2 separate regions of the Mus musculus genome follow, and region 1 is linked to region 2. Evidence: chromatin contacts called from public promoter capture Hi-C data. All regions are on one chromosome and are shown on one strand. The core of a region is the stretch at or near the end of the contact, and the rest is flanking DNA. Distances in the headings are between cores, read along the strand shown. Region 1 holds the start of Taf3 (TATA-box binding protein associated factor 3). Region 2 has its middle 63 kb from the start of Gm13219.

Region 1 (5,080 bases), core at 1,686-4,185, 760 kb before region 2:
AGGTCTGAGCAAGCCACTGGAAATAGACACGGGGCCCATCCGCAGTAGGGAGAGTGGTAACAGTTCCTGGTTTTCCTTTTTAATGATGTTCTCAGAGGAGAACCCCCACCACCTCTGAAAGAGCTGTTCTTCAGATTTACACCAAGAAAGAGAGCAAAGGAGAAACAGAAGACGTATGCTGAATATTAATAGGATAGTACCGAGCTCCTCAGCTCTCAAGGACTTAAGCCTTCCATGGAACTGACTCAGCTGTAAACAGTACATTGGCCTAAGTTCACACACCCTTTCCTGCAAAGTCTACACAAATCACCTATGAATTTGGCAATGTTAAAGGTCCAAGAGTTTCAGCAAGCACCCTGAGATTGGCTGAGGCCTTCCTTGACAGTGTATCTGCCTGGCTCCCACTCCTTCCCTCCCACATTTGGTGTCCCAAGAGTGCTCCCAGATAAACCTGCTGTAGAGTTCCCTCCATCCCACACTTAGCTTCCTGGGAAACCAGAGTCGTGGCCATATGGTCATACATATGGTTACACAGGGAACGGTGCTGGTTTCGGAGGATAAATGCTCAGCTTTTCAGACTTAAGTGGCATGAGGTTTGCAGCTTATTTTCAAGCTGTTCTTGGAAAAGGTGAGTATAAGTTAATTAAAATATTTCCATATATAGTAAATGTGGCAAAATGTTAATAATCCATGAATCTTGTTTGTTTCAGCTTTTCTGTAGTTTTGAATTTTTTCCACTACACTCAGGCAAATAAAGAGGTAGTAGGGGAAGGGAATCCAAGGTATGAGTTTCAAATTAAGGAAATGTTCAATGTTATGAAACAGTTCTAAAAATGAGCTAGGCACAGTGACACACACCTTTAGTCTCAGAACTTGGGAGGCAGAAGGAGGCAGATATTTGAGTTTGAGGCCTGCCTGCTCTAGAGTTCTAGGACAGCCAGAGCTCCACAGAAACACTGTCTGGAAAAAAACAACAAAAAAATTAAAAATGTTCAATTAAGGCCCGAGACGAGATGAAAAGTATCCTTGTGATTTTGCATCAAACAGGCTCCTGACACTTGGGCACAGAACTCCCAATGGACTGAGTGTCGATGCTTCTCTCCAGACTGCCATTTGTCAAAACTAACATGGTTTCAGATTTATTGGGCTCTCAAGACTTTAAGAAGGGGATTTATTACAATGACTTATAGGCTATGGTCCAGTTAACCCAACAATGGCTGCCTACAAACAAGGTCCAAGAATTCAGAAGTTGTTTAGTCCAAGAGGCTAGATGTCTCAGCTGATCTTCAGTATACTCTGGAATCCCAAAGAAGTAGCCTCTACTTCCCGTGACAGAATGCACTTGTGAGCTGGAGTGAAGGCAAGCAGGCGAAGAGAAAGCAAGCTTCCTTCTTTTATGTGTTTTATATAAGCTGCCAGCAGAAGATGTGGGCCAGATTAAAGATGGATAGTCCCACGTCAAAGACCCAGACTAGAAGTGTGTCTTTCCACTACAAGAGATTTAATTAAGAAAAGAAATCTCTCGCAAGTGTGCCCAGTCATTTGGGGTTTAGTTGATTCCAGATGTACTAAAGTTGACAACTGAGACTAGCCATCACAGCTGCCTAGAAACAATTTATTGGAGAGGGCACATAAACTTATATACTGAATAGTCAATGGTAGATATGGCAGGCACAACTAAGAAATGGAGTAGTTAAATATAGCCGAAGTAGGTTTGGTTTAACTCAGTAGTCACTGGGATTGGTTTGGCTTTAATTTGAAACTTTTTTTCCTGTTCTGTAACTAGCTCTGTAGACCAGGCTGGCCTTGAACTCAGGTATCTGCCTCCCTCTGCCTGCCCAGCACTGGGATTATTAATCAGGGTCTACCAGCAGTTGCCCAAAGTGCCAGTTACTGTGGAGGCTCACTTCAGTCCCAAAAGTCTAAGGGCAGATGTTGCAACATAACAAGATTGAGACTCACGGGGGGGGGGGGGCGGGCGGGGGCGGACGACGGGATGGACGGACGGGACAACCCACTATTTCAACCAAACCTATTTATCATCTCATCACAGTTTCTGTTACCGTCAGGCAAAATGCAACTAGGGCTGGAAGAAGCCCTGGGAAAGGCAAGCAAGCATTCTCTGGACAAAACCAGTCTCAAGGATTTACAGAGTATTCGACCTCTGTAGGGAACTGCATTCTCCACGTCTTGGATAGACTACGTATTGTGACTAGTAAGACGCAAACTAGAACTAGCTATAAACTGCACTAAAATAATATCTTGCTCACTACTGGGGAAGAGGGGGGCAGTTCCCACTAATTGAACACGTAGGCATTTTTCCTTAAAACCAGCCATATTATGAAGAGCATTGAACGACACAATGAACAACATGAGTTTATTAGCTCTGATTGTTTTTTTTAGAGCCGGAGTCTTTTTCGGTTTTTCGGTGACTCTAGTTGGCCTCTAGCTTATGATTGCCTCAGCCTCCTGAGTGAACATCTTGGATTTCACTCAAACCTCCCAAGTGGCCACTATTTCATTCTGAATACTATCTTTCATCTTTTAATTTCGTTTTTACTTTTTTAGATTTAAGTAAAGGAAAACAATCGAATCCGCGTTCTGCGGAGTAGCTTATATTCCCAATTCTCTAGTTTCACACTTGAATCTCTATCAACATTATCGATGTTAAGTCCTTAACATTCCACTGCCTCCCTGGTTTGCCCCTGAACACACCGAGGGTCACCTCTTACTTTTCCATCAGCGGGGAGAGAAAGACACCGGCACCTGTTGTCAGGGAGGCGCAGACTCCACCTGCGCCCAGTCACTCGGCTTCCGGCCGGCGTCCAGGCTCTAGAGTCGATCCCGAGACGATCGCTCTCCTCCCACTGGGCGGAGCCTGGGCCGCCTATCTCTCGGCCTTCTGCTCGTACTGCCTCGCCCCGGCGGCCGTCCAGCGGGAGGCGGAGCGAGTCCAAAATGGCGGCTCTCAGGCTGGCGCGCTCCGTGCTGCTGAGGCTTTGAGGTGGTCGCTCCGGGTCGGAGGGGGGACGATTTCCCCGCCGCGGGGCCCCCAGAGAATGAATCGGGGGCTCTGCTGAGGCGAGGCGGCAGGGCTGGAGAGCAGTGGCAGCGAAGGGCTGCGGTGGCGTCCACGCAGCGGGATGTGCGAGAGTTACTCTAGGTCGTTGTTGAGGGTCTCGGTGGCGCAGATCTGCCAGGCGCTGGGCTGGGACTCGGTGCAGCTCAGCGCCTGCCACCTCCTCACCGACGTCCTGCAGCGCTATCTGCAGCAGCTGGGCCGGGGCTGCCATCGGTACTCTGAACTCTGTGAGTACTGGGGCTGGGTTGCGGGAGGGCTGCCCCAAGCCGGTCACGAGTGACACCTTTGCCCCTCCGGACCCCTTTGGGCATCCCCTGCAGGGGTGGCGTTCCGAAGCCGGCTTCGACATGGGGATCCTCTCAGACTCCGACCGTCTGGGGGGCTTCCACCGTCTCCTGCGAACTCCAGTCATCCCTTAGGTGCCTCTTCCTCATCCGCTAACTTCCCGCCACCGGCAGGGAAGCGGGGTCCCGGCTCGCAGCCACACACCCTCTCACCGATGCTGCTCCTGGACCAGTGCTTCGGTCTCTCTCATTGTCTCGGGTCGGCTGCGGCCAGAGCCACCCCCAGAATGCTCTCCACCTCGCTCACCTTGGTCTTTTGCCTCCCTTGCTCGCAAACTACTACAACTAGTTGTCACAGGCGCTCCGTCTACCGGCCGTTTCTTACAAGGCTGGCCATTCCTGAGCTCCCAAATAGACTCGTTGACAGCTCCGCTCAGTCAGGGTCGCTGCCTTTTTTTTTTTTTTTTCTCCCCTCTCTATCTGTTCGTTTCACAGACTTCGCCTACTACTTTTCAAGGCAGGTTTTGTCGATTTCGCTGAATACCTTTCAATAAGCATCTCAGTTACGCACGGCGTCCTTCCTCTATGCTCTTCTGTTAGTGTTGATCTAAGTGTGATGGGAAGCATCACTCGGTAATTTGGGAGGTTTTCCGGGTACTCAGTGTCGCAGTATGTATTAACTTTTTTTTTTCTGGTTCATGTCTCTTTAATGAGATTAAAGGCTCCTGTGTATGTTTTGGGAGTGAGTAAAGATAGCACAGTCCTCCGTGTTGCCCCTCTTCAGGGCTCCAGCCCTTTCAGGTGTGTTCTAGGAGAGTGGGGACGGTCCCACATGGAGGACTGCAGTTGAAACTAGGGCTGAATCCTGGTGGCCAAGTAATACCCAGTTTCCCTCTTGAAACTACTTATGGGATGTCCCCACAACTAGAAGCCAGCCCCACGGGAGGAACTTGAGACATAGAATCTGGGGACAGTGTATTGACTTTTAAGTGAATGCCCAGTAGTGTCTTTACCCGGTGGTATTTAATGATTTGTAGAAGGTACAGATCATTTTATAGATGTGTGATTTTTACTGATGTATGAGTGTGTGTGTGTGTGGGGGGGGGCGGGGATTATAACGTTCATTTAAATTCCAAGATATGACGTTTAAGGTGGCAAGTTGGATAACTAAATGAAGTGTTTTATAGAGTAATTTGTTCTGCTACAGTGGTTCCTACTTTTAAAGTGAGGGCCTATAGATTCGCCATACCTTCAAGACTCCAAATGCCATTCCTAACAAAATAATGAAACCCCAACAAATCAGATCCTATTTATCTTATTTTGTAATTGTTTGTGTATATGTGTACCCTGACCCAGAAGATAAATTGATTATATTCATATTCTGCGTAAGTACCTAATGTGCTGATTGGAGCACCCTTGATTGTATTTGTATTACTCTAGTACCTACTGTGCTAACTGATTGGAGCATCCTGATTTGTGTCACCCTAGGGTTGTTCCAAATAGGAAACAGTTGGCTAGTAAATTAATGGGTAGTCCACAAAAGACTTAGTGAATGAATTCCTAAAATGCACATCTTTTTGAGTGCTTGATTTAACGTGTGTGGTGGTAGAATGATCGTCTAGCTGTTGCTTCCTTACCTTCAAGCCCCTTCTCCATTGACCTTCAGTATATTGTTACTATTATGTTTAAGATAGATTATATTTTGTTACCTAGT
Region 2 (4,653 bases), core at 2,039-4,538:
TGGTAGGTCTGCCTTTATATGTTACTTGAACATTTTCCCTTACTGCTTTTAAGATTCTTTCTTAGTTTTGTGCATTTGGCGTTTTGACTATTATGTGCTGGGAGGAATTTCTCTTCTGGTACAATCTATTTGGAGTTCTGTAGGTCTCTTTTATGATTATGTGCATCTGTTTTTTAGGTTAGGGAAATTTTCTTCTATAATTTTGTTGAAGATATTTACTGGTCCTTTAAGTTGGGAACCTTCACTCTCTTCTATACATATTATCCTTAGGTTTGGTACTCTCATTTTATCCTGGATTTTCTGGGTGTTTTGGGGTTAGGAGATTTTTGCATTTTGTATTTTCTTTGACTGTTGTGTCAATGTTTTCTATGGTATCTTCTGCCCCTGAGATTCTCTGTTCTATCTCTTGTATTCTGTTGGTGATACTTGCATTCATGATTTCTGATCTCTTTCCTAGGTTTTCTATCTCCAGGGTTGTCTCTGTTTGTGATTTATTTATTGTTTCTATCTCCACTTTTAGATCCTAAAAGTTTTTGTTCAATTCCTTCACCTGTTTGGTTGTGTTTTCCTGTAATTCTTTAAGGGATTTTTATGTTTCCTCTTTAAGGGCTTCTAGCTGTTTACCTGTATTCTCCTGTATTTCTTTAAGGGAGTTATTTATGTCCCTCTTAAAGTCCCCTATTATCATCATGATATGTGATTTTAAATATGAGTCTTGCTTTTCTGGTGTGTTGGGGCATCCAGAGCTCGATGTGGTGAGAGAACTGGTTTTTGTTGATGCCAAGTAGTCTTGGTTTCTGTTGTTTAAGTTCTTGCCCTTGCCTCTCACCATCTGGTTATATCTGGTGTTAGCTTGTCTTGCTGTCCCTGACAGTGGCTTGTCCCTCCTACAAGTCTTCGTGTCATTACTCTTGGGAGACCAGTTCTCTCCTGGAGGAATTTGGGTATGGAGAGCTGTGGCACAGGGTCAGTTCCAGGGTGCAGACTGAAACTGGAAGGATCCTGTCCCCAGCTAGTCCTTGGTTCCTATGTCCTGATGGCTCTGGGAGGGTCCCTTTTGGGCCAGGCATTTGAACAGAAGTGGTGTTCTTATTTGTGCTCACAGGTATGTCAGCACTCATGGGAGACTCGTTCTCTCCTGGTGGTATCTGGGTATGGAGTGCTGTGGCACAGGATCAGCCAAATATAGATTTTTTAATTCACCAAATTTTCAGCTGTTGTTTTTATCTCATTTGTCTCCATGGTACAATGGCACCATTTCCCAGCAGTGTCTTTAGCTGAGGGATGCCATCTGTGAGATAAATTAGAAAACAGTATTTATGAATAGCCTAATTCAAACAGTATTAATGCAAATGTATATTTATCTATGATCTATAATCTAGAAACAGTAGAAGCCATGTGTACAATTGAGCTTATTTGTCTATAGTGGCCATGCACAATATTGGCTAGTGTACCAAAGCTATTTATTTCTTGAGGATTTGGGAAAATTCCCTATGCATTGCCATCATCCCACCAAAGCAGGAAAGCTTGAAGCTGTGAAGGACTTCCATGCTCCTGAGAACAGCAGCATCCAAACTCCTTCCAGCAAGCTTTTCTCACCTATCAATAGTCTTGCTTTGTATCACTCACCAGCAACATTTTCTCCATGCTTGACTTCTCAAGTTTATCCAAATGGATGACATTGAGTTTCATTCTGACTCCTTTTCCTCATAGTTGTTCCTTACATGAGAAGCAGGAAAAGAAAGAAACTGTATTCTCAGATTATGTGTAATCCACTCGTGGCTCGTTAGCTTAGCTTTCCTTTTAAGAAACAGGGATTTCTGATTTCCTTGGCTTTGTTTCCCCATGCTTACTTCTTAATTTCTGTATTTATATATTTTGCCTATATGAGGTTATAAAGTTGTGTATGTGTGTGCACATGCATGTGCATGTGCCCTGGAACATATATGGAGATATGAAGATAACTTTCAGTAGTTGGCTCTTTCTACCACGTGGATTCTGAAGTCTGAAATCAGGTAGTTTCATTATGGTTGCAAGTGTCTCAATCCACTGAGCCATCTTGCCAGCTCCATGATTATGTTTTATTTTAAAGAATATAGAGAAACATTTCTACCCTTTGGTAGCTCTCACAAGAGCTGGTTACTTGCAGCTTGTAAATAACGTCTTCAAATATTTTTGGTCTCCTCTTAGGCTTTGCTGCTTAGTGTCTTTCAATAGGACCATATTCTTTTGGTTACTGTTGTCAAATGTCCATCCATGTAGGTTCATGGTGCCCAATTTGTGCCTCACAATATTAGGAACTCTTCATATCAAGGAACTGTTACCAATTATATTTTCTTATTCAAATTTGCAAACATTATATCCCAGTCTCACAGGGTACTAAAATGCTTAGATATATACACAAAGAGGCACATGAAGGATTCATATTTTGGAATTATTTAACAATCCTGAAATAATGCAAATTATTAAAGAGGAGGTGGTCTGAAGATATGGCTTAGCGGTTAGTAGCTCCACACTACTCTTAAGGAAAAGCCTATTTGGTTCCCAGCTCCAGTACTGAGGGCTCACAACTGCCTGTAACTCTACCTGTAGATAGGATTTAACACTCTTTTTGACTTCCAGGGATACACACATGCATCCAGCATATATTTCACACAAATACATAAAAATACATTTAAAATTCCTAGAATTAATTTAACAGTATAGCAACAAATACGTTTATCAAACGATGAGTTTGTTGCAGAATATTATATGCTCCCTAAAGTAATAATGAACATATACACTAAAGTATTTATAATAGTTGGTCAAGAATATAGAGTTTTCTGGTCACAATTTTGCAAAAGACTATTTTTTCAGGCATGGTGGTTTGTGTTTCCTCCTGCTCTGAGGAGGCCGCATGAGCTAATGAAATCAAGTATTGCCTCAAGTATTCTCCTGAATAACAGACATTGACTTCTTTCCACTAATGAGGGCTTTACTGAGAGGCAGCTTGGATTATTCTTCACAGAAGGCCCCCTCAAGCTTTCTAGCTATAGAATGATCAAGATACCAAATTCAGCCAATTAAAAACCTATTATGTACAGAGTAAAAACTATATGAAATCCAATGTTGAATTCAAAGGTGCTTTGGTAAAGGCAATGCTCTTACAAGTGAAACATGCATCATAGAGCAAGCTGGTGGCCAGAACAGAGCCAATTGAGGGTCTGCTGGGCTGGTGCTTCGTCACACATTCAGTTTTTTTTTTCCCCTTGCACGGTCGACTATGGCCAAGCAGAGTGTCTTCTCCAGTTTCTGGCAAGAGACTGCTGTGAACTATCACCAGCTTTAGCAATGGGAACTTTCTGTTCTATCGTTATATACATACAAAAATGTAAGATTGGGCAAGCCGATAAACCTTTTGTGTACATAATTAATAACTCACACTTGAACTTCTGTATCTCATTAGAGGTGGTTGTCTCACCTTTAACTAGAGAAGACACGCTTTATTTTTGTAGTGCTCTGCCCTATTATGTTCAACAATAATAATTCACAGTGACAGATGTAATCCACCAAACTCATTATTTTCAACCCCGATCCATTTATTTTGCATTACCAATACAGTGTTGATGCCTATCGTTCCCTGGACTGGAGTGCTTGATGAAATGTTTTATTGCAATATGTCAGAGTCTAAATAATTAACGGCAGGAGGAAGGCTGAAGCCTTCCAAAAGTTACTGTGTGCCTTATAAAGTGCGTAATGCACCCTGAACTCAGGAGATCTGGCCTTAGAGATGTGGTTTTGATAAGATAGTTATTTCTGGGTTAGGAATGGAGCATATCTTTTACAGAGAGTCACGTCTCTTTGAAGATTCAATATATGGATATTTTATATATACTCATATTCTCAGTTTATCAAGGAGAAAAATAAGCACTTTGGCATCGCTTTTCTTTGGGGGAGCTAAAAATCTGCTGTGAAAAATAACACTCATAATTTAACATGTTGTCCTATAAAAACAGTGTACTTTCTATGATTTATATTCCATCAAAATTCTGGGGTGGAACAGAAGGACATTGTCATCTGATAGGCCAAGTAGGGCTGTGTGACTTTTCTTTGACTTTAAAGGAATTGTGGGGAAGTCTGAATTGCAGTTATTCAACCTTGAAGGGAGAGAAACTAAATGAAACACCTGTTTTTCTGATTACTGTGCCACAAGGCCTTTTAATTAGTTTGTGGAAATAGAAGTTTTAGTTATTGAAGCATATGGTTATTTTCCCCCAAGAAAATGGACATGTGACTACACACCATTAATTTGTGATTATTATTAAACTAAGAAGGCAATTTAAGCGATTGTATATTAATAGATGTATTTTCTAGGCTAGAAAAGAGCTGGAGAATAAAACAGGAGAATATTTCACATAAAAATTCTAGTCTGACAGTAGTAGCGCCTTTGGGTGTCTCCATCATGGCGCTCAGAGGGTCAGTTAGTTGCTCTGAATGAAAATGCTAAACTTATTTTATGGATATTCTCTCTCTTAATCACATGGGACACCTCTTTTAAAACTGCAGAAAGTAAGCGAGTGTGAGAAACAATGACAGTGTAATGAAAACGGCCAGGGTCCTCAGCACGGTGAATTACCGCCACACCTCCGTTGTTTTCAGTGTGCGGAAATGCAA

Evidence for each region. Promoter capture Hi-C pulls out the DNA fragments that hold promoters and counts their contacts.
Region 1: a contact with region 2 is called in a promoter capture Hi-C map of 3T3-L1-derived adipocytes, with 2.7 times the contacts expected there. The contact joins the promoter of Taf3 here to the enhancer-like site in region 2. A contact is called at or near these places in 6 of 39 promoter capture datasets (the 3T3-L1 cell line, 3T3-L1-derived adipocytes, frontonasal cranial neural crest and 2 more) and 2 of 115 datasets of contacts at active chromatin or transcription factors (the SCID.adh cell line and bone marrow-derived macrophages).

What each region holds. Positions count from the first base shown.
Region 1 is chr2:10,046,464-10,051,543 of GRCm38.p6, reverse strand. Taf3 (TATA-box binding protein associated factor 3) reads left to right here and starts at 2,935. Exons shown (of 7, transcript NM_027748.3): 1 at 2,935-3,309. The coding sequence starts at 3,144.
Region 2 is chr2:9,286,721-9,291,373 of GRCm38.p6, reverse strand. No RefSeq gene overlaps it. Among named protein-coding and RNA genes, the nearest start is that of Gm13219, 63 kb to the left of the region's middle. Within about 2 kb of position 3,288, at least 5 of the 459 cell types and tissues checked have an H3K27ac peak or open chromatin away from gene starts, as enhancers often do. A contact at or near this core is called in 3T3-L1-derived adipocytes, where this site is marked.